2 separate regions of the Mus musculus genome follow, and region 2 is linked to region 1. Evidence: chromatin contacts called from public HiChIP or PLAC-seq data. All regions are on one chromosome and are shown on one strand. The core of a region is the stretch at or near the end of the contact, and the rest is flanking DNA. Distances in the headings are between cores, read along the strand shown. Region 1 has its middle 7.8 kb from the start of Shc4. Region 2 overlaps Galk2 (galactokinase 2).

The links. HiChIP or PLAC-seq counts read pairs in DNA pulled down with a chosen protein or histone mark.
Region 2: a FOXA1 HiChIP or PLAC-seq map of pancreatic cancer cells shows a contact between it and region 1. The contact joins two enhancer-like sites. A contact is called at or near these places in 1 of 115 datasets of contacts at active chromatin or transcription factors (pancreatic cancer cells) and 2 of 9 other capture datasets (adipose tissue and macrophages).

Annotation. Positions count from the first base shown.
Region 1 is chr2:125,730,416-125,733,434 of GRCm38.p6, forward strand. No RefSeq gene overlaps it. Among named protein-coding and RNA genes, the nearest start is that of Shc4, 7.8 kb to the left of the region's middle. Within about 2 kb of position 1,521, at least 176 of the 459 cell types and tissues checked have an H3K27ac peak or open chromatin away from gene starts, as enhancers often do. A contact at or near this core is called in pancreatic cancer cells, where this site is marked.
Region 2 is chr2:125,932,427-125,935,667 of GRCm38.p6, forward strand. All of the region lies in intron 7 of Galk2 (galactokinase 2), which reads left to right. Among named protein-coding and RNA genes, the nearest start is that of Galk2, 68 kb to the left of the region's middle. Within about 2 kb of position 1,680, at least 46 of the 459 cell types and tissues checked have an H3K27ac peak or open chromatin away from gene starts, as enhancers often do. A contact at or near this core is called in pancreatic cancer cells, where this site is marked.

The DNA of each region.
Region 1 (3,019 bases), core at 271-2,770:
AATTTTGAAGACCTTGGGATAAGGTGACTAGATGCCGCCCATGCAATATGAGAATCTACAATGGACAGAGAACAGACTAACCTAGGAAAAACTGGTGAATTGTGTTAGCTAAGCGGTTAAATTTGTGACAGGTTTTTTGATTTGAGTTTGAATGCCAACAGGATGAAGTTTTGTGTTGTATCAGAAAGAAAGGAACAGTTCCACCTGATATTAGAAGAAGAAAGAAGAGGAAAGAGGAGGAGGAGGAGGCCCAGCCTGGGTTGGAAATTTGGTTCTCTTCTCATTCTCCAACAAATCAGATCAAGGTGAAAAGAAGAACCCCACGATGGGCAAATGCCTGTAACCTCGCACTCAGGAGGCTGAGAGGGGAACTGTGAGTTCCTCCAGCTAAGGCCTGCCACATTACCTCCCCTAAAGTGGGCTTCTAGGTGAGAGAGAGAGTTAGAGAGGCCCCTTAGTGCTGCCGGCCTAGGCCAGAGAACTTCAGGGGGAGGGATCCATTCTACAAGGCCTTTTCTGTGTTTTCCACTCCCTCCACTAGACAGAGGCCTGGGATGAGGTGTGGCTGGAGGAGCCTCAGAATAGGTGACAGGGACGGGGCCTGCAGCTTGCAGAGGCAGTGCAGGGCCCAGAGAAAAAGGCAGACCTGGTGGAAGTGCAAATGCTCAGGCATGGTGACTCAGCCACGTGTAAGCACTGTTCTGAGGCTGACCTCCACCAGCCGCTGTTAGAATCCCATGAGCCCTTTCAGCTCTCTGACTTCACACCGTAAGCCCCCCTTTCATTTACATACAAGTACCTTATTGACGGGCACGAAAACAAAACAGATGAAAATTAAATTCACCCACATGCCAATTTAGACACAGTCCTTGATGACATTTTAGTCTCACGCAAAGCACATCTATCTCCACATTCTCCCTCACACGTAACCATAGTTTTTTCTTTCCCTAATAATAACAACAAGTCGCGCGTGGTGGCGCATGCCTTTAATCCCAGCACTTGGTAGGCAGAGGCAGGCGGATTTCTGAGTTTGAGTCCAGCCTGGTCTACAGAGTGAGTTCCAGGACAGCCAGGGCTATACAGAGAAACAATTTTCTACCCATTTCGTTTGGCGAAATCCCCATAATTCTCATGCACTTGCAGATGAGTTATTTTAATGGCTATCTGCTGCCACTGCGCAAATGCACCATAATTTACCACAGAGGTTTACACGGAGATTGACTGTAATATCTAAAATGCCAGCCAAGGGTTCAAGATAACCTTTATGAGCGTCTCCCTGGCTTCCGTCGTTTCTGCCAGTCTGGATGTTTTTACAAGAAGATTTAGATGATATCCCTCTCTCTTAATCCCTGTTTCTTGGGATAACTTCCTAGAAGCTGGTTGCTTACTTAGGTGCGAAAGCCTCCTCCTGGTGCATCGCTGCGACCCCTGGGGACGGCAGCGGGAACTACAGTTCTGGGCTGCCATTGGCCTTGGCCTTAGCTCGGGCAGAAGCTGGGGCTGGCAGGGGAGGAGCCGTCCTGAGCTTTTGCACGGATTGAGCCGGCGGGCCAGGCGACCAGGCGCGCTGCACCGAAGCTGCAGGAGCCGAGAAGAAAGAGCCAGTGTGCGCCGGGCAAGTCCAAAGGCTTCTCCAGGCACAGCGACTGGCGAGGAGGGGATCGGGGAGGGAGGCCACAGTCCCCCACCAGGACAAAGGGGCCTCAGTACTGGTGAGCAGTCGGCTCCGGGGCCTGGTAGTAGCATAAAGGGAAGCTGTGTCTCCGCAGCACTCAAGATCACCTTTGTCTTCTGAGTCTAAGTCAAAGAAAGGTTACAGAAGGAGCCTGCAGGCTCTCCTCCCTCCGCAGGGGTCTGGTCCAGAGAAGTAGCCAAGTTCTTTCCCAAGATGCTGGGAATTGAGATGAAAATAGAAATGTGCTTGCCTGGTCGCTGCGACAGTGGTCAGTTGTGTAGAAGGCACGTCCTTTGGCCAGGGCTCCCAGTGAGTGAAAGCCAGATCAAAGGATGGGAACCCGTGGTCCGGAAGGGGCCCAAGCACACGAGATACACACGCAGCAATAAGAATTCACCCTCGTTGGGAAGTGGCGGAAATCCGGAGATGGGCTCGGTTATCCCCAGCAGACTCTAAACTAGCCAGCCATTCACTTGTGTCTACTGTCTCTTTCTACCAAAGCCGCAATTTTAGGCTGACCTAATGGCTGCACCCCTTTGGCCAGTAGGGAGAGGCCAATGGGACAAAGGTAAAGGCACCATCCTTACATTTGGTCTTTGCATAGTCTCCTGGACTAGGGCAAACACTTCTGCCTGAATGCACCAAGTCACCCCAGTAGCTTGCAGCAGAATGAGAAGTTGGGATAAGTAATATGAACCCCTCCTCCCCCCAACACACACCCACACACTAAAATGCACATCCATTTTCTAACCCTACGATGGGGCATCTCCACATCCACTCATTCATCAACAGCCAACAATGACTGCCCGACTTGAAGGAGCCTATCCTAGCATAACTGTCTCTCTCCTGAGAGAGGTGTCATCCAGCTGCGGATTGAGACAGAGACCCACAGCCAAACATCAGGCAGAGCTTGGAAAGTCCTGTGGAAAAGTGGTGGGTAGAACTGAACAAGCTGGAGGAGTCCAGATCACCACAGAAGACCTACGGAGTCAACTAACCAGGGACCATGAAGGCTCACAGAGAGTGGACAACCAACCAAGGAGCATGCAGGAGCTGGACCTAGATCCCTTATCCATTTGTAGCAAATGTGCAGCTTCCTCTTCATGTAAGAAATGGGGGGTGGGGTGGGGGGTGGTCTCCATCTCTGTTGCCTGCCATTGGATCCCCTCCCCCATGCCTGGACTGCCTGGTTGGGCCTCAGTGGAAGAAGATACACCTAGTCCTGCTGGAACTAGATGCCCCAGAGTGGGGAGGTACACATGGAAGGTTCTCTGAGAAGGGGAGGGAGCAAATGGGGAAAGGGACTTGTAAGGGTGAGACTGGGTGGAGAATAGGGAGGGGCTG
Region 2 (3,241 bases), core at 430-2,929, 200 kb after region 1:
GACATGATGGCTTAGACATTTTACCTGATGAAGTACCTCTCCCCCCTTCCCCCTTTGTTTACCACTGCCCCAAAGTTCCCCATTGCTTTGGAATAAAGTAAAAGAAGCCTTGTACTGAACTGAGTTGAGCAGCCAGTAGTTGGGAAGGAACTGTCAGGCAGTGGAGGAATTCACTCTTTGAACCATCACAGAAAAAGTAACTTATGGTATACAGTTCAAGAAGGAAGTGGTCCAGGCAGGGACTTCAGTCCCACCGACAGCATGGGGGGCTGTTAGCTGGGGTGATGGATCGGTTGGGCTTCCTCCATTTAGGAGACTAGTTGACTTAGGGTGAGTTTCTTTGTGTGCCCTTTCCTGGCCTGTAATCTCTGTCCTGAGAAGGGCAGTCCAGGCTGGCTGGGTACTTTACCTGCACCCATGTAATTTTTAGTTGTGCAATCTCTGCCATGCAAATAAGGGAAGTGCTGGCTGCATAGTTCAGTCCTGGTCCAAGGCTCAGGCCACAGGCCTCCAGGCTGAAGTTCTATGGTATTAGATTACAGCATTCCAGACTGGCAGTTTAGGATTCCTGGACCATGCTAGTGAAAGTTCTCTAATGGGAACCAGCCCTATTTGTTGATCTCTTATTAAGTGTCCTCCCCCATACTTGACTATCCCTGTAAGGCCTAAGGCTGGTATATCTTACCTCAGCATCTCCTAGTATCCCCTGCAGTCACAAGGGCATGGCTACCACCCTCAAGGGCCTTCCCACATGTTCAGTACAGTTTTGTTTTGTTTTTATTTAGCCTTCTTTGAAATATTTCTAAATGACCCTCAAAGAAGCCTTACTTCCTTATTTATAAGGTAAGCAGAGATCTCGCTACAGTTTGTAGCACTTATACTTCTTAGGTATGTAGAGGGATCCCCATACTTGTAGAGAGAAAGAATTGGGACAGAGTAGTCATTCCTTCATTTAATAGATGTTCATCCTAGGCTCATGTCAGCCAGTTAGGGACACAAAAATTAACAAGATGGATGCAGTTCATATCTCAGGTAAAACAGAATGTGGAAGTGGAGAGACATGTTAAACAAATGCCCATTTCCGGAAAGCACTGTTGACTTGTAGTCGTCCTCTGCCCCTGGCTATGCTTTCTCTTCTGCAGTAATCCCCCAGCCTTGGCAGGAGGGTGTGATACCGATGTAGTATTTAGGGATGAGTGTTCCAAAGTCTGCTATTCTCTGCACCTCTATCAGTTGTGGGACTCTGCAGTGATCATCATCTATTTCTGCTATTATTTTACTAACTGGGTGGGGTAATAAACTGACTCCTATTGACTTACTATGAAAGCATCCGTAGCTCTCATAGAGTCTTCTATTTGACTCCTGCTTTATAAGGCTGTCAAGTTCAAAGAGTACAGCTACAGCAATTTAGGAAAAGTAAGTTTTTGTTGTTTTGTTTTTTTCTTCCTGGAAAATTTGGGGATTGAACTTCTTTTTTTTTTTTAAATAAAGATTTAAATTTCTAAATTTTAGTCTACTCATTGAGATAATTATTAAAATTGTGAAGGGAGATGTAATATTAAGCTTCATAGCACCTTGGCAGTACACAGATGGAGCAGAAGCAGTGCTTGTTCAATGACCATTTCCTGCTGGGACACACTTCCTCTTTGGGAGGTGGCAGCCCCAGGGTTCTCCCTGAGGGATTACTCACTGCTGTTTCTACCTTGAGGTTGATGAGTAAGTGCTGGTGTCCTGAGGAGACTCCAGACATATACAACTTTATTTTCTGGCTCTTAACACGGAATTCTAGCCTCTCTGCCAGAGCCACAGTGACCTGGAACAAGTGTGATGCATGTGACAGCTTCGTGTTGTGACTGCTCCCTTCTAAAGACACAGGAAGAATCCGGAGCTAGCCTGTATCTCTGAAACAGTAGTGAGACTGCCAGGCCCTTTGGGGAATGTCTTCAGAGAGCTGACTAGAAGAGAGGGCATGTCTTTTGTAGCTGAGGTTTTTAATCAAATTCAGAGCCTCTTATTATTGCGGATGTCTCCTGAGGACCTTGTGTGTACCCTAGGCTGGCCTGGAACTGGTCTAGAATGCCTCAAAATTGCCACCCTCCAGCCTGTATCTCCTAGGTGCTAATAATGATCATGTGCCATCACATCTAGTTGAAATACATTGGAATTTAATTGTATAACTCCATATGTGCCATTGAAATTGGCAACTGAATTTGGCTACTTGGTACATATTGCTTTCCAAGATGATATAGCTAAAACACATTTTAAAAACCAAATTTTCTCATAAATAAGACTTAATTTGCTTAAAAGCAGGCACAGTTCCTTTTTCTCAGTTAGTTCTTGGAGAATTTAATGGCGTGTCTTTTGATAGTAATCACACTCCACCCCTTAACCAGCCAAATTTGTCTTTTTTTAAACCCTGAAGTTCATGTTGGGTGGCAGTATATGCCTTTAATCCCCCCATTATTGGGGAAGCAGAGGTCAGCCTGGTCTACATAATGAGTTTCAGGCTAGCAGTTGTGACATTGTAAGATTCTGCCTCAAAAACCAAACCAAACTGAACCAAAAGTAACGACGACACCAATACTCTAAACTACAAACCCCAACTAAACCCACTGAGTCCTATTTTTCTTGGAGGGTTTGGCCATACACTGGAGCATGGTTGAATGACCAGGGGCCACACTCTTAAATTTGACTTCAAGAAAATTTACTACATTTCCCAGCAGTTGTCAATTGCCAATCACTTCTTAGGTAGGGGAGGAACATCACGCCCACCTCCCCTTTCCATGCTGAGATTTTATCTGACTTGAGCTTACACAGGTGTTGTGTGGCTTGCTGTCACACTGCTGTGAGTTGATCTCACAACTACTATGTTGTGTTTGGAAACCACGGTTTCATTTTAGTCCTGTACTGCCTCTGGCTCTTAGATTCTCTCCACCTCTTCTTTCTCAGTGAGCATTGGGAAGAAGGATTATGATAAGATGTCCCATTAATGCTGAGAATTCTACAGCCTTTTACTGTTGTCAACTTGACAAATTGTGGGTCTTTGCCTCTATTGGAGAAGGAAGTTTTTCTGGTATGAATTGAGAGATGTAGTAATTTATGGATACAATAATACTAAATAATTAGAAATTGGTTTAGTACTATGTCTATTCAGCAGAATAATAGAGTAAGTTCTCCCCCAGGGCCTAAAGCCTGTCTAGCATTAGGTTCTTGGACCCAGTAATCACTCCAAGTACAGGCT